Linked DNA regions of Mus musculus: regions 1 and 2 are each linked to region 3. The links are chromatin contacts, called in public HiChIP or PLAC-seq maps. All regions are on one chromosome and are shown on one strand. The core of a region is the stretch at or near the end of the contact, and the rest is flanking DNA. Distances in the headings are between cores, read along the strand shown. Region 1 has its middle 18 kb from the start of Gm36481. Region 2 holds the start of Mn1 (meningioma 1). Region 3 has its middle 6.9 kb from the start of Gm36274.

The links. HiChIP or PLAC-seq counts read pairs in DNA pulled down with a chosen protein or histone mark.
Region 1: an H3K4me3 HiChIP or PLAC-seq map of embryonic basal ganglia shows a contact between it and region 3, with 2.4 times the contacts expected there. The contact joins two enhancer-like sites. A contact is called at or near these places in 2 of 484 Hi-C or Micro-C datasets (embryonic stem cells and trophoblast stem cells) and 2 of 115 datasets of contacts at active chromatin or transcription factors (double positive thymocytes and embryonic basal ganglia).
Region 2: an H3K4me3 HiChIP or PLAC-seq map of embryonic forebrain shows a contact between it and region 3, with 4 times the contacts expected there. The contact joins the promoter of Mn1 here to the enhancer-like site in region 3. A contact is called at or near these places in 3 of 39 promoter capture datasets (hippocampal neurons and liver), 1 of 15 datasets of contacts at CTCF or cohesin (large pre-B cells), 11 of 484 Hi-C or Micro-C datasets (DN3 thymocytes, MC3T3-E1-derived osteoblasts, embryonic stem cells and 7 more), 20 of 115 datasets of contacts at active chromatin or transcription factors (the SCID.adh cell line, SST interneurons, VIP interneurons and 13 more) and 3 of 9 other capture datasets (adipose tissue, embryonic stem cells and pancreatic islet).

What each region holds. Positions count from the first base shown.
Region 1 is chr5:111,723,534-111,727,445 of GRCm38.p6, reverse strand. No RefSeq gene overlaps it. Among named protein-coding and RNA genes, the nearest start is that of Gm36481, 18 kb to the right of the region's middle. Within about 2 kb of position 2,560, at least 65 of the 459 cell types and tissues checked have an H3K27ac peak or open chromatin away from gene starts, as enhancers often do. A contact at or near this core is called in embryonic basal ganglia, where this site is marked.
Region 2 is chr5:111,415,497-111,419,196 of GRCm38.p6, reverse strand. Mn1 (meningioma 1) reads right to left here and starts at 1,897. Exons shown (of 3, transcript NM_001081235.2): 1 at 1,534-1,897; 2 at 1-1,378. The coding sequence starts at 1,031.
Region 3 is chr5:111,553,123-111,557,017 of GRCm38.p6, reverse strand. No RefSeq gene overlaps it. Among named protein-coding and RNA genes, the nearest start is that of Gm36274, 6.9 kb to the left of the region's middle. Within about 2 kb of position 1,782, at least 79 of the 459 cell types and tissues checked have an H3K27ac peak or open chromatin away from gene starts, as enhancers often do. A contact at or near this core is called in the SCID.adh cell line, craniofacial prominence, embryonic basal ganglia and 3 more, where this site is marked.

The DNA.
Region 1 (3,912 bases), core at 1,311-3,810, 170 kb before region 3:
TATATGTCTGTGTGCATGTGAGTATATATACATATATGTGTGTATATGTGTCTGTATATATATGCATATATATATACATATATGTGTGTGTGCACATGTATATATTTATGAAGTCTGGGTTTTCTGAGATTTTATTTATTTTTATTTTATATGTATGGGTGTTTTACCTACATGTATGTGTACAGGTATTAATGTGTACCTGTATGTACATGTACATGTATGTGTACATGTGTGTGCAGTGCCCAAAAAGGCAAGAAAGGGGCATTGGATCCTCTGAAACTGGATTTACAGAGGGCTAGATATAGTCCTTTCCCTCTCATTGAGTCTGAAGGCAATGGCAGCTCAGTCTATAAGCTGACAGTTGGTCATGGACTGTGACCCAAGGCTTAGAGACCATTCCGAGAGCTTCCAGCCCCAAACCTGTGAGGACTCAGATGGACCAATAGAGCAGAGATGGAGGTCAGTCATCCAGTCTGAGAGGAGAAGGGATGGGAGAGAGGAACCACTGTTCCTCAGGAAGGAACACCACGTGAGAGGACCAATTATGAGGCCTGACCATTCCTGGATCCCTACCATGTGACTGGCCAGCTAACTTAGGACCTCCAAGACTCAAACCCAGGGAGACTCCAGTGTGGTGTCAAGAGGGAAGTTTTACAAAACCAAGTCCCAAACCAGGGCTGGCATCTTGTAGACTGGAGTGGGAGTGTGCTTAGAATAATGGTGGGGTTCCTAGACGTGCCTGTTGTCTGCTTCAGTTTCTCTACCATGGAATGAGGTCTTTCGGGACACAGGGCACACATGGTGGGGCCTGAGTCTGGTTTGTCACTGACAGAGGATATTTATAGACACTTACTAAACGACTAGCTAATGGGACTCAAGTAATGATCTCTTCCCTGCCCATTTGGCCTTGGGAAGCAAAGGTCTTCTAGTGGGATGAAGACTACCCCAGCCCCAGGCCCAGCCCCAGCCCCAGCCCCAGCCCCAGCCCCAGCCCCAGCCCCAGCCCCAGCCCAGCCCCAGCCCCAGCCCCAGCCCCAGCCCCAGCCCCAGCCCAGCCCCAGCCCCAGCCCCAGCCCCAGCCCCAGCCCCAGCCCCAGCCCCAGCCCCAGCCCCAGCCCCAGTCCCAGCCCCAGCCCCAGCCCCAGCCCCAGACACCTAGCAGCTGGGGAACCTGAGGATATGATTTTATTTAGAAAAAGGGTCTTTGTGGATGTCATTAGAGGAAAAGGCAGCTTGGGCCAACAGGCAAGAGACACTTGTGTTGCCAGAAATGACAGAGTCCAGGACACCCTCCTTAGAAGTCTCAGGAGAGCAAGGTCCATCCACACCTTTAAACCTTGAGTTCCAGAAATTCGGGAAACACATTCCTGCCTGTGCTGAGGAATTTCCTTATAAAGCCTTAAGACACAAATGCAGAATGACGGCTGACGGATGTGACCTGAGGACTGGGGGACCTAGGAGCCTCCCAGAGTCCCCCTTGGTTGTCGTGTGGCCAATTCCAACAAAGTGGCCTCTGTTGGCTCAAATGAACGGGGCAGAGGAGACAAGGAAGTGAGGATATGAGTGCCCAGATCAACCTCCTGTCTAACCTTAGCGAATGCCATCTCCTCGAGGTCTGGACACAATCGCGCGGGCCCCTGGCAGTCAGTCCTTTTCATCATGTGAGGTCTGCAGCCCTGAGCAACAGACTCATTCAGAGCCTCAAATAGCCTTCAGCTCCCAGAGCCTCCGACTTGCCAAGGCTGCATAGATACAGCCAGACCCTCCACAAGTCCCCTCACCCCACTGCCCAGGTGCTGCCTGGCCAACCTGCTCCTCCTCGGGGCTGCACCCGGGAGCTCACTGCAGACTCTTCATCTTCAAGGAAACAGAAAGCACACTCTTCACCCACTATAACTTCCCAAACAAACTGGATTCCTATAACCATAAAACAAAGCCCAAATGAGCTGGCCCTGGCCCAGGAGGGAAGGCGGGAGGAACCCGGGTGCCGGAGGGGCTGTTAGTTGCCAGGCTGGCTGCACGGATTTCGACACCTCAGCCTTGCAGTCGCTTAATATTCCAATGAGCACCCGAGCAAGGCATTAGGAGCGAAGGAGTGCATGAACGCCCTCAGAGCTGGGGGAATATTACTCACCAGGTCACGGTCGGCTGCATAAAATACAACCCTCATATATCATTATAACTGCCAGCCAGCGACAGTTATAATTGAGACGGCAATAACTAGGAGAGAGTTCTTTAATTTAACATCCAATTATTACAAGTTATCACTTCTTAATAAATGTAATATAACAGACAATCAATGTTGCATGCGACGGCCCAGACTGCAATGGGACGGGAAATTTATATCCTGGGGAAAGAAAAAATATACTGTGTGTAGTGTGCGTGCGTGCGTGCATGCATGCATGTGCGTGCGTGCGTGCATGTGTCTGTGTGAGTGCTTCGGCTTTCTAGTCTGTAGAGCTGTGAGTGTGCCAGCTATCTGGCTATAAATAGCTGGGTTTGCCTAGGCAGCTAGCATCTCCACATTTGCATATGTACAATAGCCCCAGGCCAAGGGAACGGGAAGAATGAGAAAGGGGAAGAGATTTCTTCTCAGGGCTGCAGGCTCCTCAGAGGAGCTGCAAGGGGCAGCAGGGCCCAGCGGGCACAGGGCCCAGGGTGGCAGCTGGGACAATTACTCTGAGCCTTAACCAGGCCGAGCAAGTTTTTTTTTTTTTTTTTTTGGATTTAAATGTTGGGGTTCTTTTTCTGTTGTGTGTTTCTTCTGTTGGCCAGAGAGAAAAGGAGCCCTTTATGAGTGAGCAGCCTGGCACCTCTTTGTATAGTAGAAGCATCGGTGCATCCAGCACCCCCATAAATGAATACAAATGACCGGCACCCTAGGAAGGATCCCATGTCTTGTGGCTAAACTTCCACGGGCTTGTCTTCCACTGGATGGCAAAGCTCTGACTCTTTCCCTTAGACTCCTGTGCCATTGTTGGCCCCCTTGTTATAGAAACATGCTCATTTGTATATCCATCCACATGACTGATTTCACCGGGAATACCTGCCATTCTTGACATCTCCACTCTCCAGTGAGTAGGGTTGCTTTAGTCTGGGGACACTGGACACAGGGTACTGCTGTATGTATTTGGGGACTGTGGGGGCTTCCCCACATTCTTGGTGAATACCAAGAATGAGCCCTGGGGATCACTCAGGGTCCAAACATTTCTGCTTCGGTTCTAACAAATGACTACTTTTGCCAGTTTTCCTATCTATCGGCTGTGTTCCGGTTGCTCTGTTTTCTTTGCCAACATTTGGTGCTGTCAGGTTTATTGGCTTTAGCCACTCCAGGGGGCACACAGTGGGAACCTATGCCAGAGGACACACAGTGGGAACCCATGCCAGAGAACGCACAGTGGGAGCTTGCTGTACTCCATCAGCACTTCCCTGAAAGCTTAGGACATTCCTCACTTTAATTTAATGGCTTTCCCTGTTTGTGTGGCTTCCCTGTTAAAGCGTCTGTTTGTTTAATGGTTTGCGTGTTTTCTATTGGGTCCTCTGTTCTGTTCTCCCTCCCACAACCTTAACCACTCTCCCCTTCCTTTCCCTTCTCTGTTAGGGAAGAGGTGGTTATAAATCTTGATAGAATCTATGGGTTATTTCTTGTTCTATGCAATTCAAAATGGTGATCATCTCAAAGGTGGTCTTGATGATCTCTGTGGAGGAGCAGGAGAGCAAAGGGGATATATTTGGTTCACTGGAACTCACTGCCATGGCCCTGTGTGAGGGGAGCTGCCCATCTCCCTCAGTGTCTACACACCCACCTGTGGTCTGGCTCCTCGATGACCACAGGTGACAGAGCTGAATACAAGAGGTGCCGCTCCCAACCCCAAGGAATACAAATCTCCTAAAGAAAACAGAAGATTCTCA
Region 2 (3,700 bases), core at 648-3,147, 140 kb after region 3:
TGCTGCGGGGGTGGTGGGGCCTGCTGGGGAGGCTGCATTAGCGGGTGCCTGGAGCCCACTGCAGGCTCCAGACCCACAGGCATCTTTCGGGCCCCGCCAAACCTCTCGAAGAACACTCCGTGCTGCGGTTGCTGCTGTTGTGGAGGCGGCTGGGGTGGCTGGCTGTGCATTTTGGACAAACCCACCATGCCTGAGGCTCTAGGCATGGCAGAAGCACCCGGGAAAGCGCCCCCGGGAACCTGGCGACCCGCAGCATAATGTGGCAGCTGCCCTTCAGAGTCAGAGGGTGAAAACATGTCAAAATGTCCTGAGGGCGGCTCGCTCGGGTAATTGTATTCCAGGGAATCTACGGCTCCTTGGTTCGTCACCCTCCGGGGCTCCAGGCTGTGAGAATCCGAGCCGCTAGAGGCGGACAGGCCGTGAAAAGAGGCAGCCCGGTTAGGGCTCTGGTCCAGAGGCAGGCACGGGGCAGGCACGGCGTGGCCCGAGGTGCCCGAACTATGGAAGTCCGGGAGGTTTCCTGGCCGCTGCGGGCCGAAGCCCTCCGGCCCCTGGCTCTCCGCCATGTGCTCATAACTCTCTGCGAAGGGAGGCTGGCTGCCCAGGCCGCCCGCTGCACCTCCGTAGCCAAGCAGCCGGCCCCCGTGCAGACATGAGGCACCTGGATCCGGACCACCGAAGTTGCCCCCAAAGTGGGGGTGATGCTGGTGCGGGTGATGGCCTCCGGGATGGCTGTGGTGAGGCTGCTGACCGCCGAAGAAGCCATGCACAGGCTGCGCCTGCAGCCCCCCTGCGTGCAGCTCGGAGTGGCTGCGCGCATGAAAGCCGTAGGGCTCCATGTTCAAGCCCAAGATCGGGGGTTCGCCCAGAGCGCTTATTGCAGGGTCCACGGGGCCAGTAGGAGGCCCGGCGTGGAAGGCAGGAGCCTTAAAGTGGGCGTTCATGCTCAGTCCGGCTTCGTTAAAGTTCCCCTCGCCCTGACCAGCGTGCCGGCTGTTGATCTGGGGCTCGAATTGGTCCAGCCCAAACATACTTGGCGGGGGCGGGGGGGGCGGGGGGGGGGCGGGAGGGGATCAATAGGGCATGACAGCCTGCTCCGCCGCGCGCCTCCGGCCAGGTACTCGCCTCAGCCGAGGTTCCGGCGCTCCGGGACGTTCTGCACCGCGGGGCGCAGCGCTCACTGCCGCCCGGCCCAGCGCGCGGGCGCTGGCTAGGAGCTCTCTCCGCTGCTCTTCGGAACCTCGAAATCGACCCAAGCGGGCCTCTCACGTCTTGCGAGGCCGCGGCGCCTCCTGGAGCCTTGTCGGGGGGCCCATGCCCCGGGTCGATGGCACGGTCGCGGGTGGGTATGCGGAGAGGAGACCTGGAGGCCGACGAGCTGAGACAAAAAGTTAGATAGGGGGGAGGGAAGGGGACGGAAGAGCAGAATGATCACCTCTGGAGTCCGCGGCGCGGCGGCTGGGGCCGTAGCGGAGCCCCTTGGTCCTTCCCCTGCCCCGAGTCCCCGCTCCCGGGCCGCACCGGCTCCCGCACCTCCGGTCGGCCGCGGGCGATCGGCGGCGAAAGCCTCAGCGGCTCGGAAGACGGGCTGCTCCGCTCCTCATCGCCGGTGCTGGATTCACAGCAGTAGACGCGGGCGCCGGAGCGGGAACGCAGGCTGCGGGAGACGCGCGGCTCCGCGGCTCCGCGGCTCGGGCTCGATCGCCGGTCGCCGCGCGAGTTCGCGGGAGTCTCGGGCCGCGCGCGGGAGGGGAGGCGTGGGGCCGGCGGTTCCGAAGCTGTGGTTCCCGCCTCCGCACTCCACGGGTCCCCTCGGACCCGGGAATGGGCCGCGCGGGCGAGCAGGGCGCGCGGGGCGGGCGAGGCGCTGCGAGGTCCGGGATTCCGCTCCGCGTCTGCCTCTCGCCGGCGCCGGGAGAAGCAGCAACAAGTTTTGCGTTTCAGCAATCCATTCCAGCCATTACCTCTGCACCAATCAGCGCCGCCCGAGCGGGCTCGGGGGCGGGGCTCGCTCTTAAGGTGGTCCCGGGTCCCGGCTGCGCAGGCCCGGCCACCAACCCGCGCTACTCCGGGTCCGGCGCTACGGCGTTGGGGGTGCGCCCCAGGTGCCCCCGGCTGGGGAGGGCGCGAGCCTAGGACGACGGCGGGAGCCAGGCTTTGTCCGCCCCCTTCCCATTCACGCTGTTCTCAACTCCCCACCCCCAACCGGAGCCAGCGCGACCTGCGGGGTGGGCAGGGGGCGGGGAGGTGGGCGGTGAGCTGTGCGGGGCGCACAGACAATGGGGTAGCCTGGCAGAGTCCCCGGACGCGCCAGGGAAAGTCGCTAAGTGTCGCCTGTGCTGCAGCCCGGGGCAGCGCCCCAGGGAGCCGGCCCTGGCAAGTTCACGAGGTGATCGCCGAGGGGAAACACGAAGTAAGGTTGTCTCTGCGACCAGAGACTGGCTCGCTCCTTCCCTAGTCTCCCACCGTCCGCGGCTTCCGGTTCTCTGCCGCTGGCTCCACCGGGAAGAAGCCACGCACCCTCGGCCGCTTTGTGGAGCCACTTCGGGTGAGCCCGGCGCGGGAGCGACGAGGCGAGACAATGCGAAACCCTGAGGAGAGCGACGCGCAAAGGGCGCACGGGGTGGGGGCGGGGGTGGGGGCGACACCTTGCTGCGGCCACAAGCAGGCAGGCCCAGGCCCTGAAGGGCGCGAAGTTGGCCTCCTTAAAAGATCAATTAAACTGAAGAGGTCAAAGAACGGAATTGGATTGTGATACTAAAATCAATAAGAGTGATTTAATACCTACCCTATTTCATATGGAATATTTATCCCAATAATCTTACTTAAAATTGTTTAGATCTTTCTACTCCTCACGGAGTAGAGGCTGAAATCTATCTTGCAATTAAAAGTTAGAAGTTGGAGGTGATAGGAGGTGGAGGTGTTTATTCTGTGGACGCGCGCGCACCCAAGCGCCAGCATGCGTGTGCGAGTTTTCCTCTCAAAGTGTAAGTAGGGGAGGAGGGGCGGAAAGGCTTTTAATTTTCCTTGTCATGAAATAAAGCGAGACAATTTTGCTGGCAAGCCAGGATTCTTAAAAGAAGAGGGGAAAAGAAAAAAAAAAAACTTTCGTTGAAGTGCCCCCGATATCGCTATTAAATCTAAATAAAATTAAGCACGGTGTATAAAAATGCCTTCCCCCCCCCCACAAAAGAAAGTGTTTATCGCCCAAGTCTGTCTAGCGTTTGCTAAATTACGCATGAAATCTGAAATGAAATAAACGTTATAATAAAACCAACCCGGAGCCCTTTTTATTTAAAAACCTCAGATTAAGCACTCCACTGTCGCGGGCATGAGTTAAAAGTTACCGTGTCATTCGCGGCCGATTCATTACTCCCTGGAGCTTCTGAGGAAAGAAACGTTGGAAAATGGGCTCGATTTAGGAAGGGGGGGCAGGAAGCCCCAAGAGACGTCTCAAGAAATCACACACACACACCCAAGACACACACTCTTTCACACACACAAACCCATCCCCCACACACTCACTCACCCCCACCCCCACCCTCACACACTCGAAATAAAAGCTCTCAGGAAGCTGCAACAAGCTCGGGTTTTTCCTGCAGTCTACAGATTTTTTTTTCTTTTGAAATTAAAAATGAAAATTACCCCCACCAAAAAACGGGGCCCATAAATAAGCATTGGGAAGAAGTATTTGTGCAGG
Region 3 (3,895 bases), core at 533-3,032:
ACTCATTTCACGGGTCCGCCTGTGGAAATCAGGGGACAACTTTTGGGAGTTCTCTTAAGCCTGACCGCAGATGAACCATCTTGACAACCCCCCCCCTCCCCAAAGAACCTTTATCTTAAAAGTTTAAAATGTTATTTTTAGGTTCGTTTATTTTTATCTTGTGTGTATGAGCATTTTGCCTGCAAGTACATGTGTGTACCATGTGTGTGGCTGGTGCCTACGGAGGCCAGAAGAGGGCATCGGGTCCCTCGGAACTGGAATTATAGAGGGTTGTGAGCGGTCATGCAGATAGATGCTGGGGACAGGTATTCTACAAGCACTCTTAACTGCTGAGACATCTCTCCAGCCCCCCCCCAACAAACTTTTAGAAGAATTCCATAGACACATAAAATCCAGATTCCCACCTCGGTGCTGTGGGGTCAGACAAGAGCCCAGGAGAGCTGCCTGCACTGAAGACCTCCTTGAGTGCACAGGGAAGGTACTAGGTACATGGAGTTCCCACCCCACCATATCCAGCTAGTACTAGTTAGTGCTGAGCTTTTGGAGATGGGTGTGAGCTAGGCTCAGTTTCCTAAGGTGCCCCCCCACGCCTCCATTTTTTCCTGAAGTACGGTCTCTGGTCTCTTTGAGATCTGTAAGCCTAGCACCCCCAACAGAGAGAAGGCCCCTCTACTACTGAAGTCAGAGTTACAGGTTCAGACAATCACCCTCTCCCTCCCTCCCCAGTCTCTCTCTCTCTCTCTCTCTCTCTCTCTTTCTCTCTCTCGCTCACTCGCTCTCGCTTGCTCTCGCTCTCTTTCTCCCATGTTTATTTTTTTAATTCCAGGATGTTTGGTTTGGCCTGGCTCCAACTCACGGTGTTTTCACTAGGCCATCTCAGATTCCTCCAGCCTGGTCCCAGTTTTTCCTGTAGTGGGTGGGGTGGGGGGAGGAATGAGACCTCTGTCTTGGGGTTGAAGAAGAACCTGGGTCTTGGAGCCAGACTGCTCTGGGTGCAAATGCGGCTCCAACTCCAGGCTGCGCATTCTGTGCCTGGTGCTGTTCCAGCCTCTGAGAAGCTACATCTGAGAGCTTACTGGGCTCCTCACAGGGAATATAGAGCTGCTGAGACAGGACACAGGAGAAAACAGAGGAGGGGCCAGAAATCTCTAGAAAAGTAAGTTCTGCCGAGCCAGCAAGGTCCCCACAGGACTAGAACAGGACACAGTGCCTGTTTCACCAGGCTGAGGTCTCTGCATCCATCTCCAGCACTGCAAATGTTTCACTAAAACCCAGGCAAGGTACAGCCCTATGAAGGCTGAAGAAGCAAGATTACTGTGTGTTAGAGGATGCCTTCACCCTACATATGGGGAAACTGAGGCCCAGAGAGGCCATCAAGCTGCTAAGTAACCCTGATGTAACTTGAGCCCACCCTTGTTCCAGATCCTAGGCTGTACCCCCTCCTCCCTCTCCTCCCTTTTCCCCTACCTTCCTCTCCTTCCCTAGCTTCCAGGGAGGAGTGACCTACAATACCCAGGTCACCTGCTGAGCTTCATCACGTGTGTAAAAGTAGCAGCCAGCATGTCAAACTGCTTTCAGAGCTGGGGCTGCCCCCATAATGGCTTTCTGCAAGGAGGACGGGGGGGGGGGGGGGCTGGGGGGGCTGGGGGGGCGGCTCGGGCCTCAGGACCCAGGGGGAAAAAATGAGGCTCTTTGCCCAAGGTTGCCCAGACCAGGGAGAGACGCTACAGAGGCTGAGCCCCAGCAGCCCTGTCTGGGGCTGGACCCCTCTGCAGCCCCATTCTGGGCCCCAACCCTGCCCGCTCTTCCTCTGGACAATGTAGCCTTTCAGGGCCAGACAAAGGCGAGTTTAAAAGGCGAGAATTGTGTTTCCATGGCTGAGGGGCGGGGGGGCCGCCGGCGGGGAGGGCCCAGCAGCGCAAACCGTGGTGTATTTATGCCCGTCTGACACAACACAATTTGATTTTCCACATAAAAGATCAAATAATATTTCGGTTACAGTTAATTACGCAGCCCAAAAGCCCATCAAAGGCCCCTCTGCATCCACCCAGCCCTTGCTCTGTGGCTCCGCGTGCGCCCAGATTTCACGGATTGCTTCTCAGAGTCTGCACCCCTGCAGCTCCCCGTTCACAGGGGCCAAGGGGGCCGCTCCAGAGACTACCCAGAGAGTCCCCATCTCTGCACACGAGGCCTGATCTCCCCACCAAAATAACAGCCAAAACATCTTACAAGGCAGCAAGCCTTCCCGTGCCCCACAAGCCCCATCTCCCTGTGCTATTAGAGGAAATGGGGTCCAAGGAGGACAAGGGAGCTTATGGAGCCTGCTGCTGTGGCACAGCTACTGAAACTAGGCTGACATGCCACGTCTTAGTTGACCGACTTCTCTGTTTGAAGTGGAACTGCAAACTCCCAACCGTGTTTGTTGAGTGAACAAATAACTTGATGAAGGACTGACCAAGGGAGAGGATGACTATGAGGGAGGAAGGGAGAGAAACCGGAAGGGAGGGCGTGGGGTGGGGGAGGGGAGGGGGAGCTAGGCTCTACCCTGGTGATGGCAGCAGTGCTGAGGGCCTGCACCAGCGTAGCATCTTTTATCTTTTTCTCATGGACTTCCCTCAAGCTGACAGGAAACAGTGTTCATACCCGAGAGCCCTGAGGGCCCGGTTTAAGCAAAGGGTCCCCTCAGAACCTCAGCTCATTCTGTGCGGCATCGTGAACAATTCTCTCAGTGAACACTTGAGAAAACTCTAGAAAGACAGGAACTGAGGCGGACAGACTCTTAATCGGGATCTTCACAAGATAAATTCACCAACCCAGACAACAATGGACTCTCAGAATCAACCCAGAGCAAGAATTCGTGCTGGCATCTTGCCCAGATCTCCCAAAAAGCCCAGAGAGGGTATGCATTCGGCCAAAGATCACACAGCAGCTGGGCAGACTGGCTTTCCTGAGGTTGGATGCCCTCTGGTGTCCATCCCAGGGTAGCATCGTTCTGCCTTTTACAGGTTCTGTGTGGGGGGGCTGGGGAGCACTTAAGTTCCAAAGGTTTGTTAGAGCTGAAGACTCAGCTGGTATGTGCCCACACTCACCTTGCATCAGCCTGCGGATCCCCACACACACAGCCTACCTTGGAGATTCTCCAAGCACCCTAAGAAGGGTGCTCCTCCTGCAACAAGAAAAAGGAGTACTTAGAAACTTGGAAACTCCCCAAGAGGAAGCAACCTGCTCATACCCCAGTCTGCAGATGGAGGAAGGGTCATACAGAACAGGCCACTTCCTCTCCTGTGCAAAGCCCCCTTCATTCTCCAAGCTCAGGAGCCTACAGAGCCAAAGAAAGCTCAGACCACAAGCTAGCAGCCCGGGCCCAGCAGCTATTCTGGGCACGGAGGTTGTGTGGTGGAGACCAGCCTGAGCAGCAGCAGCAAAGGTGTTTCCTGTGTAGCTACAGCCGCTGAACCTGCCCTGCGCCCACCGCAGTCCTTCCCAAAGTCTTCACTCAGCGTCACCTGGAACACTGTCACACACACTTCAGCCCTGGTATCTGGTATTCTACACCCCAGGACTGAGATAGCTGAGGCAGCCCACCCAGAAAAGCCCACAGGGAGGTTCCAGATGGAGGTTCTTGTGGTGATGCTCTTTCTGCCACCTGTGGAACCCCAGAGAAAAGGAAACATGGAGATGATGATGTTGATGATGATGACAGTGATGACGATGACGATGATGATGATGGTGATGATGATGGCTGTGTGCTCCCATCCACAGACCCACTTCACTGGCTCTGTGAGGGTCAAGGGACACACACTCTGCTTTCCCATAACACCATCAACATATCTCTTACTGTGGGAACTGTGTGTCACTACCTTCTGCAGGATCTTTGCAAATGATCATCAAATGG